Regions from separate parts of the Sus scrofa genome. Here region 2 is linked to region 1. The links are chromatin contacts, called in public Hi-C maps. All regions are on one chromosome and are shown on one strand. Each heading gives the region's core, a stretch centred on a gene start, on an enhancer-like site or on the middle of the called end of the contact. The rest is flanking DNA. Distances are from core to core; before and after follow the strand shown.

Region 1 (6,695 bases), core at 3,097-5,596:
ATACCTGTGGAAAACCAGATCCTTTAAATAAACTGATCTTATCCCACTGTAACTGGTGTTTTTAGTACTTGAACTCCAGCAAAATTTTTCTGAACCATCAATTTTGTCCACTATAGTCTGCTTTCATACATACGTTAATTTTTTTTTTTTTTTTTTTTTGCCGCCCCGAGGGATATAGTGTTTCCAGGCCAGGGATCAGACCCGAGCCGAAGTTGTGACCTAAGCCACAGCTGCATCAACACTGGATCCTTAACCCACTGTGCTAGCTGGTACACCCAAGACATTGCCAAGCCAATCCTGTTGTGCCACAGCAGGAACTCCATATATACATTAATTTTATCACTTTTCTTTATGAGTCTGTGCATCAGTACCTCTAAATGACCACTGACCCAAATGTTTCCTCCCATTGTTTAAATAGGCCATCAAAAGCCTTATTTCTTTTTTTTTTTTGTCTTTTTTTTTTTTTTTTTTTTTTTGTCTTTTTGCCATTTCTTGGGCCGCTCCCGCGGCATATGGAGGTTCCCAGGCTAGGGGTCCAATTGGAGCGGTAGCCACTGGCCTACGCCAGAGCCACAGCAACGCGGGATCCGAGCCGAGTCTGCAACCTACACCACAGTTCACGGCAACGCCGGATCCTTAACCCACTGAGCAAGGGCAGGGACCGAACCCGCAACCTCATGGTTCCTAGTCGGATTCGTTAACCACTGCACCACGATGGGAACTCAAAAGCCTTATTTCTTACCATACAAAGATATCGTAGTTAGGAGTTCCCATTGTGGTGCAGCAGAAACGAATCCGACTAGGAACCATGAGGTTATGAGTTTGATCCCTGGCCTCGCTCAGTGGGTTAAGGATCTGGCATGGCTGTGAGCAGTGGTGTAGGTCGAAGACCAGGCTCGGATCTGGTGTTGCTGTGGCTGTGGTTGTGGTATGGGCTGGCAGCTGTAGCTCTGATTCAACCCCTAGCCTGGGAACCTGCATATGTCACGGGTGCGGCCCTCAAAAAAAAAAAAAAAAAAGATATTGTAGTTAAACTTTGGGATTAGAATGTAAACAGGCTGTTACATTAATTATCTAACATAAAAAAAAGTCTCATAGAAATGTGTTCTTCAAGGTTGTTTTCTCCCCCTATTCTCACTCTTTTTTTTTTAGTTAATCTGAAGCATCTATGTTAAACAAAAAAAAGTATACTTTTTTGGGGGGAGGATCTTTTTTTGTCTTTTTAGGGCCACACTCTTGGTGTATGGTGGTACCCAGGCTAGGGGCTGAAATGGCGCTTTAGCCGTCAGCCTATGCCACAGCCACAGCATCACCAGATCTGAGCTGCATCTGTGACCTACACCACAGCTCACAGCAACCCCGGATCCTTAACCCACTGAGTGAGGCCAGGGATCAAACCTGGGTCCTCATGGATGCCAGAGTTTGCTAACCGCTGAGCCACAACGGGAACTCCCTAAAATGTATTTTTAAAATAACTGGATTTGGGGCGCACTATGTGCCGTTCTATCATATACTATGACAACACTGGCATTATCTACCAGATAAGAAATGCAGCCTAGGAATAAGCATGTCTGGCCTCCTTGATTACTAAAAACATTCTCCCTTACTGGATGCACCTCCACTTTCCCTACACACAAAGAGAAGAAACAAAAATCTCATCTAATTTGCCTCCTAGAATACTGGAGATGAATAAAAAAACAGAACCCACACCCTTTCCCAAACCAGCACCCAAGAATTTTCAATAACATGTTTTAATAATTGATGGAGTGCTTGAGCTCTTGACCACAAAGTACTCTATTATCAGAAAGTACTTCCATTCTTTTTTTGTTTGTTTTGTCTTTTTGCCTTTTCTAGGGCTGCTCCTGCAGCATATGGAGATTCCCAGGCTAAGGGTCTAATCGGAGCCGTAGCCACCGGCCTACACCACAGCCACAGCAATGCCAGATCCAAGCTGTGTTTGCAGTCTACACCACAGCTCTCGGCAATGCCAGATCCTGATGGAGGCCAGGGATCGAACCCACATCCTCATGGATGCTAGTTGGGTTCGCTAACAACTGAGCCACGACGGGAACTCCCTCCATAGATGTTTTTAAAAAGAGATGAAAAGTCTACAAATAAATGCTGGAGAGGATGTGGAGAAAATCAGGCTCTCTTACACACTTAGTGAGAGTGTAAACTGGTGCAGCCACTACGAAAAAGAGTATGGAGATTTCTAAAAAAAACTAATAGAGTTGCTATATGATCCAGCAATCTCACTCCTGGGCATATACCCAGAAAAAACCATAATTCAGAAAGATAGAGAGTTCCTGCTGTGGTGCAGTGGGTTATGGATCCAGTGTTGCTGCAACTTTGGCATAGGTCACAGCTGCAGCTCAGATTCAATCCCTGGCCCAGGAACTTCCATAAGCTGCAGATGTGGCCAAAGAAAAAAAATTTTGAAAAGATGTTTGCACCAGCATGTTCACAGCAGCACTATTTCCAAAACCCAAGACATGGAAACAAACTAAATGTCCGTCAACAAATGAATGGATAACAATGTAGCGCACACACACACACAATGGAATATTACTCAGTCATCCAAAAGATGCCATTTGCAGAAATAATGCCATTTGCAGCAAAATGGATGGAGATCATCATACTTGGTGAATTAAGTCAGAAAGATAAAGACAAGTACCATATGCTACCAAGTATGTAGAATCTAAAATACGACACAAATCAACAGGAACTACAGAAGTTCCCTGGTGATGCAGTAGCTTAAGTATCTGGTGTTGCTGCAGCTTTGGCACAGGCCAGTGCAGGTTTGATCCCTAGCTGGGGAACTATTGCATGCCATGAGTGCTAGGGGGTGGGGGGAACCCAAAAAGCAAAAAACGTATTTATAAAACAAAAACAGACTCACAGACATAGAGAACAGAATTGCGGATTCCAAGGGGGCTAAGGGATGGGAGAGAGAAGGACTGAGAGTTTGGGATTAGCAGATGCAGACTAATATATACAGAATGGATAAATAGCAGGATCCTACCCTGTAGCACAGGGAACTGTAATCAATTTCCTCTGATAAACCATAACGGAAAATAACACGAAAAAGAATATATTTCTGGCACAGAGGGTTAAGGATCCCCCGTTGTCACTGCAGCAGCTTGGGTCATTGCTGTGGTGTGGCTTCGATCCCTGGCCAGGGAACTTCCGCATGACATTTTGATTTTAAAAATTAAAAACAAAAAGAGTTGAGAGAGAAAAGTCCTTCTGGTAAGAGGGAGAGGAATGGGATGATGTCTGCTCACTCAAGGAAATCTATGAGATTATCACAATATTATAAGCAACAAGACTTCAATAAACTAAAAAATAAGGAAAAAAAATCTGTGAGAATAGGAGAAAGCTAATGGCAAGGAGAAATGAAATCGAAGAACTCATGATTTGCCAACCTTTTTTCCTTTTTCTATTGCACACGTCCCCACTGGGCCGCCAGCTGTACAAACAACCCTGCAAGAACTGGAGGCGGGGCCCTTGCTGCTATTTCTCAGTTTACTGAGCTCACTAATAATCTTAAGGCTAACACTCGGGTCAGAGAATTAGAATCTCCGTTTTCTCATCTATCACAACTCCCCCAGCGCCTCAGCAATGTTCAGTCTTTCTGGAAGAGTCAACTTGTGGCAGGGAGCCAAGGTCTCAGCCTAGAGGGCCACCCCCGGATCGGGCTCCGCGCTGCCCCCTAGTGGTCACCTCTGTGGCCTTGCCTTCCCTCGGTCCGGCTCCCCAGCCCCAGGTCTTACACCCACCCCCTTCTTCACCTCCTCCTAGTCCCCTCCCCTTCCTCCCGGCAGCATCCCCTTCCTCTTCGTCCCCTTCCCCCAGCTAACCCCGTTCCAGTGAAGGGGCGCCGCTCTGTCTGCACCCAGAGGTCCGGGGCTGGGCTAGGAGGCGGTGCAACTTCTCAAGGCAGTCTTCCTTCCAGCCCTGACGCCCCCCAGAGCCCAGACATCTCTCCTCCCTCCTTACCTCCTCGTCCGGGACGCTGCCGGCTGTGCTTTCGCCGAGCCCGCCAGTTTGGTCCTGTTTCCTTCTCTAGTTAAAGCTCCCTGTCAATGATGGTTACTTTTTGGCCTTTTCATATATACATATTTTGGGGGCCTTTAACCCCCCCTCGTGGAGAAATGGAGGCTGCAAAATGGCGGACCCGGAAGTGAAGACGGCGAATATAATTTCTGGCGGAAGAATCTGTGAAGAGAATGTGGTTAGAAAATCCACATTTGCACTCGAACAGAAGGGTGATGCACCCCTGAGGCTCATTTTCTATTCTCCGAAAGTCTTTTGAGGTGAAGTAGTGCGTATCTATGTTATCTCAGACGGGACTATTTAGCGAGGCGGAGGATTGTCGATTACGCGTCTTACGTGTCATATAGTTCCGGTAGGGGACGGACCTGATGGTTTGTTTTGGCGCCAAGAATCCCGGCGAACCACTGAGAGAAACTGATCTCTGCCTTGGGTTTGCATTTAGCTAGAAGCAACCAGTTTAGGGGCCAGTTTAAGGTTGAAGAGGAAACTGTTTCTCTGTCTCAACCTCGGGCGAAGATGTTTGGGACGTTGCCTGGATTTGTGCGTGAATTGAGCTCTGGTGCCCGACGGACACATTTCTAATTACAGCCTAGAGGTAAAGAGCCTAGAGCCGAGCTGTCAACTCAATGAAACAGATATCGGAGTCTTGTTTGAGGGGGTTGGAGGTGCTGAAAGGGGATGGAACGGGAGTTTGCAAATCCAGTTAGCCACTTTGTTTACCAAACAGTTGATTCCTGTCTGCACCCACCTTTCGCCGTAAGCTGAAGGACAGCGACAAGTTGGGAAAGAAGACCTTCAAAAATAGGTAGACATAGAAAAGGACAGATCACTGCTCCATTTTGTATTCGATTTTGGCTTTTGTCGTTGATGATGGGCCTTTCAAACCCTATGGGGAAGATTTACATGGTTCCCCTCTTTTCTGGATTTCTCTAGATCCTCTTGTTTTTTTGGTTTTTTTTTTTTTTTTTTTTTTTTTTGCTATTTCTTGGGCCGCTCCCGCGGCATATGGAGGTTCCCAGGCTAGGGGTTGAATCGGAGCTGCAGCCACCGGCCTACGCCAGAGCCACAGCAACGCGGGACCCGAGCCGCGTCTGCAACCTACACCACAAGCTCACAGCAACGCCGGATCGTCTACCCACTGAGCAAGAGCAGGGACCGAACCCGCAACCTCATGGTACCTAGTCGGATCCGTTAACCACTGCGCCACGACGGGAACTCCCTCCTCTTGTTCTTTAAAGGACTTAGGGCATAATGTCCCAACTGGTATTTACGGCTTCCCTTTTTATTTGAAGGTCAAAATCTTATCTCATTCATGTTTACATCCTTAGGTTGTCTGGCTCAGTGCCTCATATAGTAGGTACCCATTAGCTATTTGTAAATCAGTACAAATTGTTTATTTTTTATCATTTTTTATTTTTTATTTTTTTTAATTTATTTTTTTCTATTTCTTGGGCCGCTCCTGCGGCATATGGAGGTTCCCAGGCTAGGGGTTGAATCGGAGCTGTAGCCACCGGCCTACGCCAGAGCCACAGCAACGCGGGATCCGAGCCGCGTCTGCAACCTACACCACAGCTCACGGCAACGCCGCCGGATCGTTAACCCACTGAGCAAGGGCAGGGACCGAACCCGCAACCTCATGGTTCCTGGTCGGATTCGTTAACCACTGCGCCACGACGGGAACTCCCCCAAATTGTTTATTTTTTAAATGAGGCAAGTTATAAATAAGCATATAACATATTTGGGTTAATTTGTTTCTTTTTGTAGGCACCTAGGCTGAGATGATGAACGGCAGACTTAATGCCACAGGTACCTCCTGAGGCATCTAGCATTATTACCTCAAATACTTCGTTATTGGGCAAGCACAAGAGTGGCTGGTTACAGCTTTCTCCCAAAACACTTTAAATAATTTTGAGTTGGAGTTGCCCTGTGGCTCAGCAGGGGACTAGTATTCATGAGGATGTGGGTTCAATCCCTGGCCTAGCTCAGTGGGCTAAAGATCCATTGTTCTGAGCTGCAGCGTTGTGGAGGATGTGGCTTGGATCCAGTGTTTCTGTGGCTGTGGTATAGGCCGGCAGCTCCAATTCGACCCCCAGCCTGAAAACTTCCTTATGCTGCTGGTGTGGTCTTAAGAAAAATAATAATAATTTTAAGTTGATTTCACCCTTTTTCTTGTCACCTATCTGTTCAACATAAAGTTCATCATTTTAATGTATAAAGGCTACTCAAATCCTTCTTCCTCAAAGTTAATATTAGATATTATGTATAAGCTGAACGTGGGCGCTCTGTACTGCTTCCCTTGTGGAGAGAGAACTAAGAGTCCAGTCCTGGGATTGAATGTCTTTATTAAAGAAGTGATTAAATGGCAACACAAATCACCAGAAGTAATTTTGGAAGGAGTGGGAACAAGGTGTAGGGTCAGAGTGTGATTGTTCATTTTATTGGTCTCAAGGTGGCTGAAGAACTATGCCTGAGGCCCATTGATCACTATTCTACACTGCAAATGCCAGAGAGCAAAACTAAAATACTAAGGACCAAACCCTGTGCCATTTAGAAACTGAATAAAACCCCACACAGTATCACAACAGTCAGCAAGATTGCATTTTAAGATATGAAATCCCAGTGATTTTCCTCAGCTAGAA
Region 2 (6,695 bases), core at 2,356-4,855, 890 kb after region 1:
AGGTCGCAGACTCGCTCGGATCCCGAGTTTGCTGTGGCTCTGGCGTTGTCGGGAGCTGCAGTGTGTCGCAGATGTGGCTCAGATCCAGCGTTGCTGTGGCTGTGGTGCAGGCTGGCAGCTGCAGCTCCGATTTGACCCCTAGCCTGGGAACTTCCATATGCCGCAGGTGTGGCTCTAAAAAGCAAAAGCAAAAGAAAATTACATTCCTTTGTTTAATTAATGTATTTGTCATTTTTCTGTCAGATATTTGAGATATTTCCAGTTTGGGCCTATTATGAATAATCCTGTTAGGAACATTCATAAAAGCTTTTTGTGGACATCCATTTTTCTTTCTATTGAGTAAATACCTAGGAGTAGAATTGGTGGGTCATAGGATAGGAAAGTGTTTCACTTTATAAGAACTTGGAGAGTCTAAAATATATATATATATATATATATATATATATATATATATATATATATATTTATTTTTTTTTTATTTTATTTTTTTTGCTATTTCTTGGGCCGCTCCTGCGGCATATGGAGATTCCCAGGCTAGGGGTCCAATCGGAGCTGTAGCCATTGGCCTACGCCAGAGCCACAGCAACGCTGGATCCGAGCCCTGTCTGCGACCTACACCACAGCTCATGGCAACGCCAGATCGTCAACCCGCTGAGCAAGGGCAGGGACCGAACCCATAACCTCATGGTTCCTAGTCGGATTCGTTAACCACTACGCCATGACGGGAACTCCTAAAAAATGTTTTTAAAGAATAGATTCATGGTCCTCAGTCCCAAGACTTCTGAGTTAGTTGTCTGAGGTTTCTAGGCACATACAGCATATAGTTTTTAAAACTCCACAGAACCACTGGTCTAAATTATAGTGGTGATAGTGGAACGGAAGTTATTTTGGTTTGGTTTTCTTTTCTACCACAAAAGCATATAAATGCAAACAATTTGCTGTTTTTTTTTTTTTTTTTTCCTGGTTAGCTGCAAAATAGCTTTCTCTGAACGTTTCCCCCTACTCTATCCATTAGTCCCAGTGTTGAAATTATCTCTTCTTCTAGTTTCTCTGCCGAAAGGCAAAGCTCTTTTTTTTTTTTTCCTGATCTTGCCCAAAGCAAAGTGAAAGCTCTGGGAGCTCCTTGGAGCAGCCCTTAGAATTGCTAAAAATGAGTAAACAGAAACAGGCCTTTAGGGTGGAGAAGAACTTTGTACTGAATGACAGATGAGGGTGTGTGGCCCTGGGTACACCGGTAGGGTTTTCTCTGCTACTTTTACTTTCCTTCCTTACCATTCTTCTACCTGTGGGCAAAAAATAACCAGCTGTGTTCTGCCTTCTGACAATGACACTGGACAGCTACTTCTGAGCATTTGGAATAGTGACAGCCTGACTGGCTGCACATCACTACAGAAGAGTTTCCCGGTTTCTAGGCAGAGAAACTGACACAGAGGAATAGGGAGTCACTTAATGGATTAGGAGCTGGCTGAGCTGGGACCAGAACCCAGGTGGCCTGGCTCCCAGCCCAGCTGACCACACTGCTACCCACACAGCCTGCGCTGACCCAAAACAAGCAGCCCATTGAGCAACTGCACAAACAACAATGAGTGATGGATGGGCAGAGCAAGAAACAGGCACAAAGCAACTGCAACCCCATCACTTCCTGGCCCCTAAATTTCCAGGCAAGCCTGTAAAGTGTGGTCACTTAAATGGGTTTGACCGGCAACTTGGCCCAGCTTTCAAATTTGGAAACTTTTTGTAGTCACTGCCAAAAGTAAAAGTCTGCCTTGTACTGAGGATGGAGAGTGCCTTTGAACTCCATACCTGGTCCTAATCAGCCTGCAGTAGTGGAGTTAAAACTAAAAAGACATAGTTAATGGATGGGCATAACCTGGTCCTGGGACAGCCTTGGTGAAACAAGACAGTTTTAGATTTCTTTTTTTTTCTTCAATGTCCACACCTGTGGCATATGGGAGTTCCCGGGCCAGGGACTGAATTTGAGCTGGATCCTTTAACGCACTGCACAGGGCCAGGGATCAAACCCATACTTCTACGCCGATCTGAACCATTGCAGTCAGGTTCTTAATCCACTGCGCCACAGCAGGAACTCCAGCTTTGGATTTTTGAGGCTCCTTACCTGTGGGCTTTTCCTCTCACCTCAGACTTAGCTGGCAAGGGGTGGAAGTGATCAACAGAGTTTGGTGACAATTAATTTAGGTGATCAAGCCTCATTCTACTCCTCCTCAAATTTGCCACTGAACAATACCTAAAATTTGTAGTTCCCATATACTTGAAGCCCAGACCAAATGGCTCTGCCTGCCAACCCAGAGCATGCTTCCTGGGCATGCTTCATGCAAGGCACTCTTTCCTGCTGGGCCTTGGTATGACCCTAGGCCCAGCCCTAAATCCTTACCTCTAAACTCAGGATATTCCCAAGAGACATAGCTGTCTAGGAAGTTTCCTGTTTCAGATGTCAATTTTCTATCTTGAGCTGGGTAATTCTAAACGGCTTCCCTTTAGAAACTGAGGACTTCAGAATCTAATGAGGGGACAGAAAAGTTGACTATAATATTTGCTTTTAAATAGGCCTAAGGAGCACAATTTAGATAATAAACATTTTGAACATGCAAGCCAGTTGTCACAATGTTAGGAATATGAATTAAAATTTTGGATTTATTTGGTCAGATTATAGCAGGGACTGGTCCCATTTTGTGTTTGTCATAAAGAGGTATTAACGAAATGGCTCTTCTTACTTGAAACTGTCCACATTCTTCAAATCTTTATTCATTCAACAAATATGGGAGGTTTGCTGTGTGTCAGGCAAAGGTTATGTTCTCACAGTCATAGGTCTTTATAACCCACACAGCACTGATAAGAGTTCCGCCTTATGTAATAGTTTGATGCATTTTACTAAAGTGTTAAGATCCTTGATGCCTGGGATTTTGTCAATCATTTTTGTGTTCCCAATATCAATGAGCACAGTGCCTTGCACATAGTAGGGACTCAATTAGTATTTGAGAATTGAACTATGCTGCAAGGCTGTTAAAAGGCATTACCAAAAAAAGCACTACATAACTTGTTTTGATTGGGCTAAGAGTCTAAGGCAGAAATGTCAATAGGGTATCCTCGTTAGGCAAGTAAATAAATATTGAGTGTTTATAGGGAAAGGTATGTTCAGTTCATGAGTGGATGAAGCGTGCATAACTGGGTGGAGACGGGTCTGGAAGAAGCGTTGTTCATTTCCCTCTGGTCAGTCCAGAGTGATTGCGTAGAGTAACTAGAATTTCAGTCTTCTCTTTCTAAAGTATTCTCATCCCTCTCACCTTCCTAGAACTACCCCTCCTCTCTCTGCTTCCCAAAGGGCTGTGTCCAAACGACTCCACCTCAAAGTCTCGAGGGTATACCCTGTACCTCTCCAGCTCTGGTTCAAGAACTCTGCAGACCAGGGGCTTTGGGAACACGCGCCAGGAAAACACGGGGTCACGCTCCGGGCAAGCGCCAAACTGGCCTAGGCCGAGGGAGCGGCGCTAAGGGCGGGGCTCCCAAGGGGCGGGGCCGGGCGGGGCGAGGCGGGGCGCAGGAGGCCCGGGGCCGCTTGGGTGTCACCACCAACCCGCTCCGGCCGGAAACCGGCGTTTGTTTCCGGCCGGACGGCCGAAAACCAACGATCCTGAACCAGCCGCCGGAGTCAGAGTGGCGACCGAGTGTGGAGCAGGCAAAAAGCCACTGGGGGAGGCCAGTCCGGATCAGTCCCGTCTGGCTCCAGCTCCTGATCCTGTGCGGAGCAACAACCGCGGTCGCATTCTCCGCCGCCGCCTCCGACTCCATCGTCGTCGGGGGAGGGGCCGGCCGGACCCCGGGGTCACTGCCGTGGAATGAGGAGAGGCAGCCGGGCCCCGCGCTCCGCCCCGGCCTAGGGCCTTGCCCCGGGAGTCGCGAGGGTAACGGAGCCCCCCTCCCTGTCACCCTCCCCCGTCTGCCCCCGCCCCTCCCGCCTCTTCAGACTCCCAAACTCTGACCCTCTGATCGCCACGGTCCCTCTTCTCCTTTCTGATTATATTTCACCCAGAGCCTTCTCCTCTCGGCACCCCCTCCTCGCCCTTACTGTGCCTTGCTTCGTCCCAACCTTTCCCTCGTTACTCCTCCCTTTCACCTGCGTCCCGCGATCCAGCCCTCCTTCCCCATTCTTGGCCTCCCTTCCTCAACTGCTGGGCAGTTCGGACGGTCCTCCCTTATCAGCTAGACTTTCGGAGAGGGATGGTGGACTTTTAAGGTGGTTAGGAGTGCAGGCTACTACTCTCATAGTAGGATAAAGTTCATTTTAAAGTCTCAATATAAAAGTAGAATGAAAACAAGCTTGTTCTCCCTTAAGGATAGCCAAACTGAGGTGCGTCCAGTAATGGAGGAAGGGAGCGAAAAAGAAGTGTGTGTGTGTGTGTGTGTGTGTGTGTGTGTGAGTGTGAGAGGGAGGGAGGGAGAATGACTGATTCTACGGTAGGCTTATGAACTTTAGAAAAAAGAAAAGTTGCTGTGAGCCCGATGGAAACTTTAGAAGCTGATGATGAGTAAGCCGGGGGCTGCGTGATCTCACTCCTCTTCTCATAATTACTAGGTTAACGGTGTGGCTCTGGTCGGGATGGAATGGGATTTGTTTACTGGGCCGGCGTATTTTTAGCTTGTCGGCTCACAAGGAACAGCGCTCTGAGTCTCTCTCTTTCCCTCTTTCTTTCCCTCTCTCTTTTTTTCTAACCCCCTCTTTCCGTCTATGCCTTGGTAGTCTGTCTCTAGAACTTCGGTTGCTTCTCTGGGCAGAGTACAGATATAAAAATTAAGTTAAAAGAAACTGGTGAAATTTTATGTTGAGATTCTCCCGAGCTCTTCAGGGAGTTTTCATGAATGCAAAAACAAAAATTAGCAGGACTTTTCGTTTTAGTACATATATGCATAAAATACTTTTTAGAAAATATAGAAGCTGGTAATTGTTCAGTCTTTGGCTTCTCATACTTTGTATTTAGATCTTGGAGGACGCTGGCGCCCTTTGTCTTTCAACCTATTTCTAAAGTGAGAAAGGACAAAGTAGAGAGAAGAGGTAGTGGTAAGGCTAGTCCAAAAAGGTAGCTAATCTAAAAACCAGAAAATTTCCTTCCCAGTAAATGGGATTGTATTCCTGATGGGATGGAGAAGACAACAGGACGTACGCTGGGTGGTTAGGGAGAATGAGACTAGTAATTAAACATTTGCTTTGCATAATTTACAAATGAATACATTATAGGCAAACAATTATACTCTTTGTCCTCATTGTTCTTTGAGCCTTTCTTTTCAAGTTTAGTAATCAACCTGCTGTGCTAGTCTGTTGATATTTTGAAAGCTGAACAGTACTGTAAAATAAATGAAATGGTGTTGCTCATCTGGAAGCCGAATGCCAGTCTGTTCTAATTTCCACTAGCTACCCAGCATGCTTTGGAGCACCTCCCTGAGTTAGTGGCCAGTTACTATGTACTTAGAGATTACAAATGAATACAAATATTAGCTCATACTAGGAATAATTGAGAAGATAAATATGCTGAAAAGATATTCCAAAACTGAAATAGACTATTTTTTGATTTTTTTTTTCCATTTGGATTATCAGCACCTTTCTACCGATAATCATCCGTTAACATGAATAATTTAGAACTGAACAGATACACACTTTGGACATTACGTATTCAAGCAGGAAGGAAAGATGGAAGGAAGATAGTTTCCAAACTCCTACTATTTTTGTTGTTGTTGATGCTTGCTTTGACTTATCCCTTTCATTTAATGCCAAAGACTCCCTTGTGGGGAAAAAAAAAAGTAAACCTTTGCCAAAGAAAGGACTGTCTACTGACTTGTATAAGGCAGGCTGACCAGTAATGAATGTTAAATGTTAGTTGGACTTTGGTGTAGTTATGTTGCCAGCAGCTTGGAAATTCTCCTGAAGCTTTATTTCCTTAATCTTTTTCTTTTGGGATCCCAGAGTCTGTTGACTGTCGATAATTATTTTAATTTGTGAGTTGGTTGGTGCCAATATTAGTGATGATATCTAGCAAATTCTGTTTATATTTGTATTTAGCAACTTTCCCTAGTTGAACTACGTATGTTATTCCAGGGGTTGGGGGTGGGTATGGGAATTGAAGGAGTGAATAAAATCTAAGAATAAGTGTAGGGCAGCCCAATAACCCACCACTAGTTCCAGTTCTCAGAAAGCTTAGTTTGGGATTTTGAGATTCAACATATGTAACCAAGTGAATTATGATGGAAGAACTCTGTATTAAAAATAAGTTTTCTGGTTATTATGGGGACACTAAGTGCCACTTGTTAAAGTTTTAGAGCTGAATGTCTCAAGCATGCTAAGTATGCTGACAGAGGACATTATAAGGGAGCACCCCTTCTCCTTACCCCAGACGTTGATCCCATCAAGGGAAAAATCGTGAAACAATGCTTTGAAGTGTGACTTCAGCAGTATCTTTCCTATGCATACTTAGGAGTTGTGGAATGGCAGACTGTGGAATCTTCTTAACAGCCCCTGATAAAGCAGATAATTAAAATCTATATAACTGGAATGTAGATGCAGGACAATTTTATTATGAATGCCTGAATTGGGGTTTTTTAAATATGATAAATCATCTATTAATATTAATAAATCCTTACCAAATAATGATTGAACACTCCTCTGGATAAGGCAGTCTCCAAGCTCT

The links. A called contact is a pair of places that touch in the nucleus more often than the background predicts.
Region 2: a Hi-C map of liver shows a contact between it and region 1, with 4 times the contacts expected there. The contact joins the promoter of OTUD7B here to the promoter of GABPB2 in region 1. A contact is called at or near these places in 1 of 47 Hi-C or Micro-C datasets (liver) and 1 of 2 datasets of contacts at active chromatin or transcription factors (alveolar macrophages).

Annotation. Positions count from the first base shown.
Region 1 is chr4:98,159,609-98,166,303 of Sscrofa11.1, forward strand. GABPB2 (GA-binding protein subunit beta-2) reads right to left here and starts at 4,347. Exons shown (of 9, transcript XM_005663482.3): 1 at 4,000-4,347. MLLT11 (myeloid/lymphoid or mixed-lineage leukemia; translocated to, 11) reads right to left here. Exons shown (of 2, transcript NM_001244607.1): 2 at 6,382-6,695.
Region 2 is chr4:99,050,821-99,057,515 of Sscrofa11.1, forward strand. OTUD7B (OTU domain-containing protein 7B) reads left to right here and starts at 3,606. Exons shown (of 12, transcript XM_001925669.7): 1 at 3,606-3,920.